2 separate regions of the Anas platyrhynchos genome follow, and region 2 is linked to region 1. Evidence: chromatin contacts called from public Hi-C data. All regions are on one chromosome and are shown on one strand. Each heading gives the region's core, a stretch centred on a gene start, on an enhancer-like site or on the middle of the called end of the contact. The rest is flanking DNA. Distances are from core to core; before and after follow the strand shown.

Region 1 (7,185 bases), core at 2,430-4,929:
TCTAATACTTCCCTACCTCATCTTCTTTTACCTTTTTTTTTCTTTCATCATCGTTTTGAATGTAGAATTTTTAGTAATGTAGAATTTTTAGTATTTGGCTTGATATACAGCAGCAATCGTTTGTGCTTGATGCATCACACCAATTTGTGTGCTATTCTATTAACAGTTTTTCTCTTTCAATCACTTCCAAAGGGAAAGAAAGATTTTACATTAAATTCTGCTTCTCATTTTCCATTTGAGTAGCAAGTACAGTTTATTATCATGTTGTGGACTGTTCTGGGCTTCTAATGAAAAGCTGTAATTTAAAACATTTTTTGTTGGATAAATAGATCAGGTCTTTGGAAAAATCTTCAGATGTATTGGCTTAACTTTTCACCTTAAGAGGTTATTAAGCTGTTAGACTAATTAGCTTTTGATACTTTTATAGCAGCCCAACTGTGTGGACAGTTTATTACAGCAAACTGACTTGTATATTCCACCAGTAGCACTGTGCCAAAGAGACCCTAGGACATCTGACTGCCAACCAAAGGTACAGTTTCTGTGGAACAGAAGTGCAATTAATAGCATTTCTTAACTTTCAAGCCATTGACTACTTTCAATACATTACAATAAGTCCTAATAAATATTTAACCAGTTTCATAACTGGCTTCTCAGATCACATTTTAGTGCATTTTTCTGTGAGATGTTTTCCACTGGTAGTTTAAACTTAAATTTTACAATATGAAAGTAAGGCTTCGCACATTATGTCAGAATATCACAATTTGCTGTTGACAGATTGGCACAAAAACTTTCTTGGTGCTGAGTTGTAGGTCAGCAAGGGAAACATACCTTCAAAAGCACGGGGTATTTTTTTCCTCTTTCCCGAGTTTCAGAGATTATTTTTGTTATATTTATGAAAAGTACTTTTTTTCGGTTGTAGGTAGTTCCTGAACAGTACTTATTTTCAGTTAATAATTCCAATGTATTGTGTAGCCTGTTGAGTTTCAAGGGCACCAAATAAAGGGATCAGCAGCTAGTGAGATAATGTTGAGGAATCCCTGCTCGCAGCTGGGATGGCAGCAGTACCCAGATAATATGCAGTTTGCAGCTGAGAGATTTCTGTCACCTCCGGTTTCAAGCAATTATGTTCTTTCTGACTTCAGCCAGGTAAAACATTTTTTTCAAAGTTATTCTCATTGACCTTATTGCAAGAAAATGTCCTGAAAACGTAGAACAAAAGAGAATTCACTTTTAGAGTAACACAATCATATCAAAATGACTAAGAATCAAGTGTAATACTTTGTGGTCAAACTTTTGCAGTTAGACATGATTATTTTTACTCGTCTTTGTCACAGGAATATGTGTTTGCAAGATGTAAATTGTTTTTTGATTCTGTGATCAATTTCACTTGAAAAACCACCAACAACAAAAAACAACAAAACAGATACCTCGAAGTGAAAAAATGGCAAGGAGCTTTTATAATGATTGTTTTCAGATGATAACTGTATAATTGATTGGATTGGAAATTTTGTCTTTAATTTCTACGTGGTTCCAAAACAGGGGTTAAAACTTTCCTTCTTGGACTACAAGAATTATTATTATTCCTCACGGATGTAAAGAAACACGAGATGAAACATTAAATAAAATATTATTTTTCTATTGCTGTATATATATTGATTTTTTTTTTTTTTAAACTTCCAGAATGGGCTAGAGATACTGAAATTTATAATTAGAAAGAGGGTCTTTGCACAAAGATACTGTGTATAAAGAGGTTAAAAGTTTAATTTCTAACAAGTTTTTACTTATACTTTCTTGGTACAGTCTCCAGGTTCAGGAAGGCTTCATGAGGATGATACCAACTTTATTGGAGAGGAGAATTTTGAAAAGAAGTCTAACTTTATTAAAGAATCGATAGTAGATCTGTCCCGTAAGTGAAAGTAAAAGTAGAATGGCAGTGATTGGCCTCAGAACAGTTATTCTGCATGACTTCTGTCCTTTGCATATTTTTCCTAGCACTGGCACTGAATGCACACTCTGAAGTTCCACCGTGGGTAATGTCAGGCTCACCTTCATGTTCTGATCCGGGACAAATGCAGTGGTCATCATGGGAAGCTGACAAGGTGTGAGCTAACTGTCTATTGGAGATCTTTTGGGGTTTCTGTCTGTTCATAGCAGCAACTTCATGTTTTATTTGTTACTTTTTTACCTCAACTCTGAGAGATGTTTTATTTGTCTAGAACGACAAGAGAGAGAAAAGTGACAAAAGAGCTATCGTCGGGGTGTTTGTTTCTTGCGTTTTGGTTTTTACCCAGTCATTCACTTGCCTTGTTAATCCTTCATTCTGTAGGTGATTTCATCAGTACAACTGACTTCCCCAGTTTCTCCAGCTTCAGGAAGTAAGGGAACTGTTCAGGACATCCAGACCCCCCTGATTCACAGGAACCTTCCAAGTGATTCTGAACTTTCAGCAAATGTTTTCAGTAAGAAATTCTAATTGCAGTTTACATTGTTTTTCTAGGAAATGTTTGATGATTTTTGAAGCACACTGAGTTGCACTATAAAAAATCTGGGCATTGAAAATACATTGAGATACGTCCTGGTAACTGTAGAGTTCAGTTTGTGTTTGTTACATATTTTTTCATATGTGTGTTTCAGTTTTTAAGCTCTTATTTTTATTTTTATTTCCAAATTAGCTGAATTAGCATGGGATTCCATACTTCCCACCCTGCATCCCCTCTTGTTTTTTCCTGATAGAAACTTAAGTACAATGATGTAGTTTTATTCAAAAAAAATAATAAATCTTCCAGTGTGCAGGGGTGAAAAAGGCTGTAAGCTAAGCTTCTAATTCATAGTAATGTTTTCATTCATTTACCTGCTTTAGCTGAAATCCATATTCAGCTGCCCGCTGACCCACTTCCAGTGATGACGTGGACACCTGTCATTGACTGTCACTTCTTATTGATAATGAATTTAGCCAACAGGATGCTTGTGGTACTAGGAATGTATTGATCCCCATCGGTTAATATTAATTTTGCACAGTTTTGTGGGTGATTCTTTTGGAAAAAGGAAGAGATGTTAAACCGATTGCTTTCCAGATGGCAGCTGTCACTGACCTACCAACAATATCAGTTTAATAACCTCCAAAGCAAATTAATGTTTAAATAATTTCTACCAACCATTTACTTTTATTAAGTAGAGTGCCTGCAGAAATGTGTTTGGGATATATGGATTTACATATTAAAGGATCACATTTGAAATCACTCATTTTATATGGAAATTTAGTAGGGCACTCTACAGGCACAGTAAAAAGAGCTTGTCAATTAGAAGTCAGGATGTAAAACGAAGAGCTTGGAATTCTTTCTTTATCATAGTTTTTTGTGCATCTGAAATTAATGTGCTATCTGGAAGTGCTACGAGTTACTTATGGGACGTATTTGCTCTACAGCATGGGAGAAACACAGCTATCCAGAGGAACGCAGCCCTGCAAGACTCAAACCCACAGTTAAAACACGAACTCCACTTGTCACTGTTCCTGCCACTGAGAAGATTCCCAATGTGGAATTTTTTCTAACCGACAGTGAGAAGAGTCAGCAATCTTCTGGTTCTTCAGCCGTCAGTTTTAGCAGCAAGTCAGCAGTGTTTCCTATCAGTGCTCCTGGCCCTGAGGACAGGAATTATGAAACCTCCGTGTTTGGAGAGTATATGGAAGACAGACAAAGGGAATCTGTACAGCCGGTGTTCCCTAATGTGACTTCGCACTGTAGACAAAGCAAGTGGTTGAAATATCAAAGCAGTGCTCAGTGTGACTTGATAACTCAAAACAGCGATGATGTGGAAGTGATGGATGGCATCTGTCCTGAGAGCATCCTCGGAATGCTGCTGGGTGACACAGGAGAGAGCCAGAGCAGCGCTGTGAATGAAAACGCTCCCGGCCCAGCGCCTCTGCAGACAGCAAAGAGCATGCTTGGTAAATGTGGTGCAAAGAGCAGCAGCCAAGATTCGATTTCAGAGAGGAAGTTACTTTCTCTGCACTTAAGTCAGGCTCCTTTAGGTGAGCCTACACAAAAGGTGTTAAGTCACCTGAGCTGCCACACTGTAACAGGAGATGTCCAGGTGTGTAACTGTTCAAGCAGATAGTTTAACTGACAGAAACACATTTTTCTGGACAAAGCAATTCCTTTTTCCGACTTCCTGCAAGATATTATCAGTATGATTGGATGAAATGGTTCTATATGTGTAGTAACTCAAGAGTCTCTGCTGCAGAACAGCAGCTGCTAATGATTTTTTTTAGGTGATGTGACTAATCCTTTGCAAAGGTAATTCCTTGGTGTACATTGGCACCAGATTTAGACTTCTAGTCCAAATGTTGATGGCAGGAAGATGAAACAAAATCCATTGGACTGATTTGCAAGAATATGTTTTTAAGAAGTGTTTTTCTTAATTGCGAAAGAGCAACATTTTCGTGAATGCCCATATCTTGCTTCAAAGCATAGTCTCTAATTTTGAAATATTTTAAACATCATCAGTTTTAATCACGAAAAAGCAAATTATGGCCTTGAATAAGGGCCTAAAAATCAGCAGTTAGTGCACCTGTTTGCGAACGGTAGACTATTTAAAAAAAAAAAAGGAGTAAATTGGGGGAAAAAAAACAAACAACAACAACAAAACAAAACAAAGAATCAAAAAACTGTGTTTTTAAAAATGCAGGCTGTTCTTTCAGGGCCAAATTTTAACTTCGGCGTACATCCTAAATGATAGCTCAAGCTCACCCTGCTGCAGCTCCATGCGTACTGAATTTTACTGCTGTTGGCAGTCTTACTGAGTTTATGTACTTCCAGTTAACAAAATCCACAAATTTGTGAAAAGGAAGATTATATTTTGCTTTTAGAAAACTGGTTCTTCTTCAGCAGGCTTCATTTTGAAACTTCTGGTTGCAGAACGAGGCCCTGAAATTTTTCTGTTGGTTATAGTCATTATTGAGAATCCAATATACACTTGGGGAAAAAAAAAAAAGAAAAAGAGAAGAAAAACTACTTTTGGTGCATCTGTACGGTAGCCATTTATCCAAATTTGTCTCACTCAGGGTTTTGAAAACTTTTAACAGTTCTTTTTTAATTGTTGTTGTTTTTTAGGAAATAACAGTTTCTGAGTTGTCTTTTCCTAATGTGGACAAGGTAAAATATGCTAATCTTCCTAAAAGAAAGATTGCCATACCAATTGTATTTCAGTCTCATGTTCACTACAAACAGATTTTTAAAGCTGCTTTGACAGGTATGTCTAACACCATGCAGTATAAAATGCTGTCATTTTTAAGCAATGTATTTCTGAAGCTTTACAAAACAGGGCGAGAGGGAGAGAGATCGTCAGCATCATCTGTTGGAAGGACTGTTAGCATTTGGATTTGCATATCTATCTATAAAAAATACTCAAATATATTCAGCCTATACCAGAAATTGTAAAGACAAAACAAAAGATCAATACTCTTCTTTTCAACTATGTAACCTTGCTCCTGTTTACCAGTCTATGGTCCTACCTCAGCTGCTGCTACTTCTTTTTTTTTTTTTTTTAATGTACATTTATTTAGTGTTTGTATCGTTTGGAGTTACATGATTTGTATGAATGTAAGGCAGTTAGAACAAGTTGGTTTTATGTGCAGAATGTGAAGTTTGCAGGCCACATGGGTTCTTTTAGAACTCAGATTAAGTATTTTCATTTTTGTTTAAAAATGAAAGTTTCAAGTGAAATGTATTTGAATGCTGTGTACCTGTGTAAGCATTTCAGGGCTGTACTAATTGCTCTTTTATTCTCCTTTCTATGTCAAGAACATTTAAACATAATGCTTTTTGAGTTGTCACAAAGATTACACAATGCTCTTTCCAAAGTGGATGTATCATTTTACACTTCACTGAAAGATGGGCAAAGTGAGAGCAAAGAAAGCGGTGTCCTACTCTGCAGTCATATGCGTCCTGCAAAGCTTGTTACTGTGAAAAAAGAAGGTCAAAACAAGGTGCTTTTTATTCCTTGCTTGTTTACAGTTCCGGGTGTTTGTCTGTTTGTCATGTAGACCATATGGTTTGAACAGTTACCGGGCAATTCTGCATGATTTACAATTATAGCTTAAAGTGATGTGTTAGAGATCACTTTTAAGACCAGTTGCAGTATCTGCTCATGTCCAGCACTGCTGATGTAATAGCTCTTTCCACTCAGAAAGTGTTTTGTATATGTGAAAATCTTGAATTCATAGTTTTTTTAGGTTATGTTGGATTTTTGTAACCCATGATTATGCAGGCTGGCTTTGGAAACTTCGAATTTCACAGAACACCCTTATTTTTTCAGCTAAATATGCTGAAATCTCAGATTTTTATCTGCTTATTTGTATAGCAGCTGGTACTGATCATGTGCTTTACTTTTCCTTTCTGCTTGTTCATTTTATAGTGTTAATTGTCTTTTTTTGCTTTCTTTTTTTTTTTTCTTTCTTCCTTCCTAGGGTCGTTTGTTCTATGCCTGTGATGCCCCAAGAGCTGAGCGGTGTTCATTTTTCAAGTGGATAGAAGAAGTAAATCCTGCACAGATAAAATCCAGGCCTAGTGTAGTGCTTCATGATATAAAAAGTATTGGGACGTACCTCCGAAGTCAAAAGATTTCTGTCTTTGAGGGATGCCAGCTTTTGGTGAGGTATTCCGAAATGATATAAACCTGTTATGTGAATTGCAGGATTTATAAGAATTCTAGTAACTCTGGATTTCGAGAACATTTAACAGGTACATTCAGTAACTGTGTTTAAAGAGCTTGCAGTTCTGTGTACAAGTGTAAAAGCCAAATAAGTGAAGGATTAATTCTCGCAGTAGTGGCATTTCAGGTCAGTACTCTTTTCAGCAAGAATCAAAACTGCTTACCATCAGTTTTATCAGCTACTTAATGAAAACCCTTATGGGTTGTGTTTGAATTACCCTTCATTTAATCTTTCGTAAGAGAATTTGCAATAGACTTTGATTTATTCTCCTAGTGATGCTTTTCAAAATAGATGTATAACATACATATTCTAATTGTAATGTTGGAGTTTTATTTCTAAGGCTCCTCTGTGCTGCTTAACTGTCAGGGAAAGAATTTAACTGCGCTGAATATCAGAGAAGTACTTCTCAGCAAGATTTAAATATATGCATCTCAACTAATATAACAAGATGAACAGCCAATGTCTGTGGGGTA
Region 2 (7,185 bases), core at 3,282-5,781, 130 kb after region 1:
GTAACTAATTTAACATAACTAAAAATCAGATAAACTTCATCCAAGTGAGTTGGAAAAGGCTTAAAAAGGCCTATGTGATGTGCTTTAAAATAAATAAATTAAAAAACAATCTTTTTTTTTTTTTTTTAACAAAGCCTAGTTATTTGAAGCTCTCACATACTCTTATGCTTCAGGGATGGGAGTAATAAATTAGGATCTTTATCTTACAGTAATTTAAAGTTTCCAGTAGAATTATGTGAATAATTCATAATGGAAAATTTATCTGATGAATTTTACCTCTCTCCTTTGCTAACTGTCCCCAAGCATAGCAAGTTTTCCTCATATGTGTTTGTATTAAAAAAAAAAATATTTGTTCAGTCATTCATTTAAATAAAGTTCTGGGTCTGCAGCTCACCCGTGAACAAACCCCTGTGAATACCTGATAGTTATCTTGTGAGATAGGAAGGTCGAGCAGGGTACGTTCATCTGACTGGGGTGGCTTGCATAGTGCGTACCCAAGTCCCCCAGGGGGGACAGGCTGCAGCGCTGTGGGGTCTCTCCTGCCTTGGGTGCTGGCGTTTCCTTCCCAGGGGAATCCCAGGGGTGTAAAAAGGGGAATTGATAAGAAGCTCCTCTGGTCAGCCTGAGAATGGACCTGGGAAGTGATCTGCATCCCAGTTGCACCACTGACTACTGGAATAAGATTTCTGTTATGAAAGGTACAGATTGTGAACTCAGTGGCTGTTTGTGGGGTGTATGCCAAAATAGCTGCCTAACATTTGTCTGGCATAACGCTGCAGTACCCCTGGAAAGACACGGTCAAAGAATGTTTAGACATCACAGGATGCGAATAATCTCACACGAGGATTTTAAAAAATGGCCAGAGATGTTTGTTAAAATTCCCGGGAATGCCTATTCATACATTTGGGCACATAAGTAACCTTTGAGCCTGGTTATGGGGGCACCTAAATAACCTCTGAATCTGGTTAAAAGCAGTACGAACCATCAGCCTTTGAAATTCTCCTGCTGTTTCTAAGCCCTAGCTATATTTCAATATGACCGAACCAGTCACTTCCTAAGGCTCAAGTTATAACACTTAACTCAAGGGCAAGAAGAAATGATTACGGATCAAGCCTTTAATAATTCAAACTACAGAGAGAACCAAAAATTCAGATTTCTCTGCTGGAATGAAAAGACAAGGCAGAACAATGCTGCAGAGACCTGTTGTGATGGGAGGCTATACTTTAACTAAATGGCATGACTGAATTAACGCTGCCCCAGCCTGCGTTCAGAGTAAACCAAAGCCCACTGTATGATTAACTCCTTTGTACTTTAGTATGGGTAAGGGAGACTGCAAATGTAAGCATCTGGTGCTTTCCACAATTTAATTAAAGAGATGCAAAGAAGTTGCTATTGCCACTACAGTTGCTCCTCAGGGCAACAAAAGACAAACACAGTAAGTGGGAAAGGAGAAACTCAGAAATATAAAGGAAAAAGAAACAAAAACAACAAAATAGCAACAAAGAAATCCCAAATAATTGAGTTTTTCATGGCTGTCAAGCCTTCTGTTCCTCATCTCCTGAGCAAACTGGCTTAAATATTATCTATTCCGACACTGAGAATACTGCATGAATTCTGCTTTGAAATGCCCACTATTTTCTTACTTTGTTTTTCCTTCCATGTTGGTGTCTGGGAGCTAGTATAAAAGTTTACCATGGACTTACAACAGAGAAACAGCTATTAAGTATTTAAGAGCAACTGAGAAATCATGATTCAGCTTCACTAGAGGTTGTACTTATATGCAATGAAATAATTACCATACCCAAATAACTGATCTTCTAATTATCAATAGCTGGTGTAGTTCATGAAAAAAAACAACTGAGCCCTTCTAGCTTGTAAAATACCCCAGGATTTTTTGCCTTCTCAATTTATTTTATTATTATTATTATTTTTTTTGTACTTCAGGGGAGACATTCAAACAGAATGGTGCATATTTATTGCCACCAAAGAACTGTATTTCTGCTCCAGCACTGCATGGCTGTTTTGCTTATTAAAAAAAAAAAAAAAAAAAAAGAAAAAAGAGCAAGATGAAAGAAAATTAATAATTGCAAAGGGAAAATCAGTGGAAAAAGAAGTCATTGAATAGCTTTTCTAACAACCAAGTTTCATTTTCTTTTTGATGTCCTCATTCGTCCCTTTTTAACGACTAAAACTGCATAGCTTTTAATGCTAGAAAATAGCAGGATGTAATAGTACTGGAGTAAAGCTACTTCACATATTTTTAAGATTTCGTTTTCCCCTCTGGGCAGCTATCCTGGAACATTCTTTGTAGGACAGCTTACTGCAGGCCTCTCTCGTGGAGACCAGCGTTGCTGACCCACCATTTGCTGAAATAGCCATGCGATTTAGGCTAACTCAGGGCAGTCATTTTAAGAGATGAAAACTCATTAAGTTAAGGCACCTAGTCAAGAAGGAGGCAAGCTGACAAACCCATGCCCTGAGTTTTAATTCAGCATTCTGTTCAAACTCTGTGATGACCTTCCTGGTTCGGAGGAGTAGTCGGCACCAGCACTGCATTTTGAGGCTTGAAGGAAATGTTTGAAGCATGATTGTTACAGTTATATGATCCTTAGTCTTTCAATTAGAATTCAGTATTCTTCCTATCTGACTGTCTTTAAAATTATAAAATATAAAATGATGAGGTTGCACACTAAAAAGCTTTTACTAGGAGCTTTTACTACGGTTTTCATTGAGTTTACAAATGCCCCTATAGTCTTGTAAGAAATGCATGTAGGCTTCAACTTTGTTTTTAGTTCTTGCATTGGGATGAAGAATGTGAAAAAAGACATTGCCATTTACAGCTCCAGGACTGAAGGGGGAACCAAGTGTTCACCTATCTCCTTGCTTTGAGCTGGAGTCTGGAAAGGAATATAACGTATCTGGAACCATGTACCAGGGAAATTGGTCTGTGACTTCGTAGTGGTGGTGTTCCTTTGTGATCCTGGGTCAAGAGTCTGGCAGCAGGTGGCATTAGGAGGAGTCCCTAAACATTAAGAAGGCCACCTGCTTCTTGTCACCTTAAAATGTTGTTTCTGAATGCCTCTGTCTTAACCTCATCCTTACTCTCATCCCTGCTCTTTTTTTTTTTTTTTTTCCTCTTTGGGGAAACAATCATAAAACTCTCAAAGATTTATTTTCTTCGGTGCTCTGCAGTTAGTCAGACTCCTGTCCAGAGACCAAGTTCTTTGGCATATGACAAGCACAAGGAGAGAGGAAGCTAAAATACGACTAATAATAATAAAAAAAAAGTTACTGTCCTAGTTTTGGTCACCATGGCAACAATGATGAAATAGTCTTATTCTCAGTTTTAGAATACCACTCCTGTAGTATCTTTTGGAGGGAATTTGGTAAAGATAAGAAATTTTCTCCTTTAATTCCTTTAACAACTAATTACAGTACTAATTCTGGGTTGAGGGCAGAGAAGAAATAGGGTGGAACTAGCAGGATGGGAGAGGAGATGACAGCAAAGAGCATGTTAGAAATTGTTCCTCTGCAGCTACACTTTGCATCAGGAGATGTTCATCTGATGTGTACAGTGGAGATCCATGCAGAGCACTTTCATCGTGGCCAGGAAGAACAATACAATTACATCTCGAGGACCCTAAGCACAGGGGACAGAGGAAATTTTGAAGGAAGCAGCCTCTCTGTAGGCAGGACCTGGGTATCAGTTTTCATTTCAGTGTGTGTTTTTAACAACTCAGCTAAAACTCATCATGAGACCACTGTCAAAGTGCTTGAGATCAGAAATGGCATCCATGTGATTCGAGTATGCTGCTCTGTTTCTGGGAATCGCTTATCACTTGAGTTGCTTATTTCTACAACTGGGCACTGATTGCACCTATGATCTCCAGATCATCATCTGCTCCCAGTGACAGTGCAGGGTCAGGCAGATCCCTGCTGTGCAGTGTAAATTAGTACATGATTGCGCTTCCTTATAGAAAAGCTAATTTAAGCAAATGCCTTGGAAACACTTCTCATTAACAGCATGAAATCGGTCAGAGTAAATGGGACTCTTATGCCAGCTTTGTGCAAGATTAAGCCTTTTATTGTTTCTAAGAAAGAGAACCAGATACTGTAGGTAGCATTTTCTTGTGTTTGTTCTTACAATCATTATTCACTTGCTCACCTACAGCCTTTTTCCAGCTCACTTACAAGCGATTGATATGAAAACCTGCTTTTTCAGCAGAACAACACTTGCCAGGGTTCAGGAAACGTTCAATAATTGTACATGCATGAAGGAGACAGAAACTTTCCCTCTTTAATGAGAAGTAATGTATACAGAGGTGCTTTCAGCAGCCTCTGAGAAGCCTGGAAAAGCAAGCTGAGCAGGACAGCACCAGACGGTTCCAAATTACCCTTGATGCAAACGAACAGAAAAATAAGGCCAAAATGTGGACTGGCTGGACTGGAAATTAAACCTCTTCTCCAATTCCATGTCATCAGCGTGTTGTTCCTAACCACCAGCTGGGACAGTGTCAGAGATCTGTCCGAGCACAAAGGGCTTGGCAGGGCTTCTCTGTGATCTCAGCATCTGGCTTCTGGGAAAGCCATCACCGTCAGAGAGCTGCTGTGAGGGAGAGGAAAGGATGGAAAGGCTCCAGCAGGGAGACCTGCACTTGTATTTCCAGGAGCGTACTGGCTGGGGATACTGGTGTGGGCTCACCGCTGCCAAACGAGGTGGATCTGTTCTACTGGGTTCCAGCTGCCATCAGTGTATTGCACATCACCTGGGCCTTATGCTGCTGCCTTCACCTAAACATGCGCACACATAATCATGCAAACTGGGCAGAATCAAGCGTTTTAAACAACACTAAACTCCAGTTTTTGCACAGATGACTGTTAAAATGGCTGTTTTCAGGCTCAAACTGTGTTTACAGTCTACTGATGTTTTTACACTTAACTAATGTCTGCAGCCTGACTTCTATCTGTTATATTGGGAAAGGAACATCAGACAACACGTGTGCTGGACTAAAACTGCATCAAAATAAGAGTTTATGAACTCTCTACTAGCATATTTTCCAAAAGTGCAGGAAGCTCTTCCAGAATGAATTGTATCACCTGTTTGGCTTGCTCTTTGTCCAAAATTCTGAGTTTGCACCATTCTTACATTTCCCTTTTTCTGCTGCATTAGGTATAAGTCACTGGCACTCATATCTTCTAACAAACCAGATAGAGGGAAAATGTAGTCTGCCCTATACACTGCAAATAGATTTTATTTCCCTAAAGCTTTCACCTAATTGAGGCCAAGCTGTTTTTATTTTAAGTCAATGAAAAAAAAAATCCCATTCCCTTCATTAAGATCAAAATCTTTTCCCTAGAAGATATCTGAGTAGACTGCATTTCCAGAAACACACTGATCATTGCTCAATAGCAGTTTACACCTCATATAATCATATATAAACTTTTCCAGGTGCTTTCAAACAGAGGCCCGATGACAAAGTGCCACCTGGTGGACAAAATTATTTTTTTTTGCTGTTCCACACCTAATTTCACATACTAAAAAATACCTCCTTCCTTCCAGCAATACCTGAGGTACAGAAGCTCCTGGGAAGAAGACCTAAATAAATTATATATATATACATATATATATATATATTTTTTTTTAGAAGTAGTCAAGGCAGTCATCTACTTTTTCTACCATAACTCCTGCAGTCGTGAAGAACGCTGACAGCTGCAGTAGGAGCTGCTCCTGTAGCAGGCATGCAAAATGCCAAGAATGACAGGGTGTGTAGTGTGAGTGCTGGAAACTCATCTTCCTGAAGAGGAAGCCTTTCCTCCTACTGGCTGTTATCACTGTAGCTACAGAACTGTTTTTTACTTCTGGTGTTTTCCTCTAAGCTTCTGTAGGAGCCTGATTTTTTTGCTACGTTATATATTGCTGCTAGAATGGGGCTTGGAGGAAATGGGGGAACCTGGAGCTTCTGAATGATTTACACTTGTTCGAGCTCAATATACACATGGGTTTCATTTTGTGAACTTAGCCAGGTACAGGAACTGCAGCAGTGAATGGGAAATAGATGTCTGAGGGCTTAGTGTATCTGGATCTGTTACACTGAACAAGTTAAACTCTATTAATCACCATCCCTATGAATGCTTGAACCTCAAAAGCTCTGGAGGAAGATGCACGAAACTCCTCACTGGACATTTATAACACAACCTACCCCAGGGATGTTTCTTTCTAACAATGAGAACTGGTAGATATCTCAAACACGATGGCTGAAGTCCTTCTCTACACCTAATTTTTGATATATTTTTATCTCAATCTATAACCATGTTAAAATGTAGATCCTGATAACATTAAAGGCTGCACTCAATCACTAGTAGAGCTCAACATGAATATTAGTGTCCTTCATCATTGAAAATTCTCTGGTCTCCACTACATTGGGCAACTGTGTGGACATATACATATTAGGATTTCTAAAAATGAATGCCAATAATACTACAGCACACATAACTACCATATTTCTGTATCTATATATAAAGCGTAGTGAAGTTGCACAGTCTTATTTAGATCTTAACCACTAGGCGGTAGTATAAGATTAAGTCATGTAAAAATAACTGGTAGTTTTGTATTTATTTTGTAGCAAGCTTCAAAACATACCTGCTCTGTAAGAAGTTTTGTAAAATATTTCATGCTTTTTTATCAAATCAACAAGACACTTCAAACAACAATACTTCTCACAAAATTCTACAGTGGGTTAAAAGTGCAACAGTTAAGGCCGATTTACCACAAGGACATGGGTACATGAAGACCCCGTCTTTTCCCTCATCTTATCTGTTTGTGATTAGTAAAGTTCAAGGGAGCACTACTGAGAAGAGCCTGGGTCCTTCTTTATTCCCTCCCACCAGGTATTTGTACACATTGATAAGATTCCCCTGGTCCTTCTCCAGGCTGAACAGTCCCAGCTCTTCTCATACGAGAGAAGCTCCAGTCCCTTAATCATCCTCAGGGCCCTTTGCAGGACTCCCTCCAGTAAATCCGTGTCTTTTGATTGACTTTTGCTCCTTAAAATAATAATAAAAAAGACATCAACATTGTGAAACAGCCTCACATAATAGTGGATGGTTTGACAGGAAAAAGGACCAACTGCTACATAAAATCTCAGAGTTTCTTACTTTCATTCTGGCTGGTGTTTCAGATGAAAA

The links. Hi-C and Micro-C count contacts between places; a contact is called where the count stands out from the background.
Region 2: a Hi-C map of skeletal muscle shows a contact between it and region 1, with 1.9 times the contacts expected there. The contact joins two enhancer-like sites. A contact is called at or near these places in 2 of 8 Hi-C or Micro-C datasets (skeletal muscle and subcutaneous adipose tissue).

Annotation. Positions count from the first base shown.
Region 1 is chr4:6,536,827-6,544,011 of IASCAAS_PekinDuck_T2T, forward strand. ZGRF1 (zinc finger GRF-type containing 1) reads left to right here. Exons shown (of 29, transcript XM_038178366.2): 8 at 428-529; 9 at 973-1,146; 10 at 1,801-1,906; 11 at 1,993-2,099; 12 at 2,327-2,459; 13 at 3,425-4,092; 14 at 5,112-5,250; 15 at 5,802-5,986; 16 at 6,467-6,654. Among named protein-coding and RNA genes, the nearest start is that of ZGRF1, 8.5 kb to the left of the region's middle. Within about 2 kb of position 3,680, at least 1 of the 8 cell types and tissues checked has an H3K27ac peak or open chromatin away from gene starts, as enhancers often do.
Region 2 is chr4:6,668,235-6,675,419 of IASCAAS_PekinDuck_T2T, forward strand. The region is part of intron 3 of FAM241A (family with sequence similarity 241 member A); the gene reads right to left. Among named protein-coding and RNA genes, the nearest start is that of AP1AR, 38 kb to the left of the region's middle. Within about 2 kb of position 4,532, at least 1 of the 8 cell types and tissues checked has an H3K27ac peak or open chromatin away from gene starts, as enhancers often do.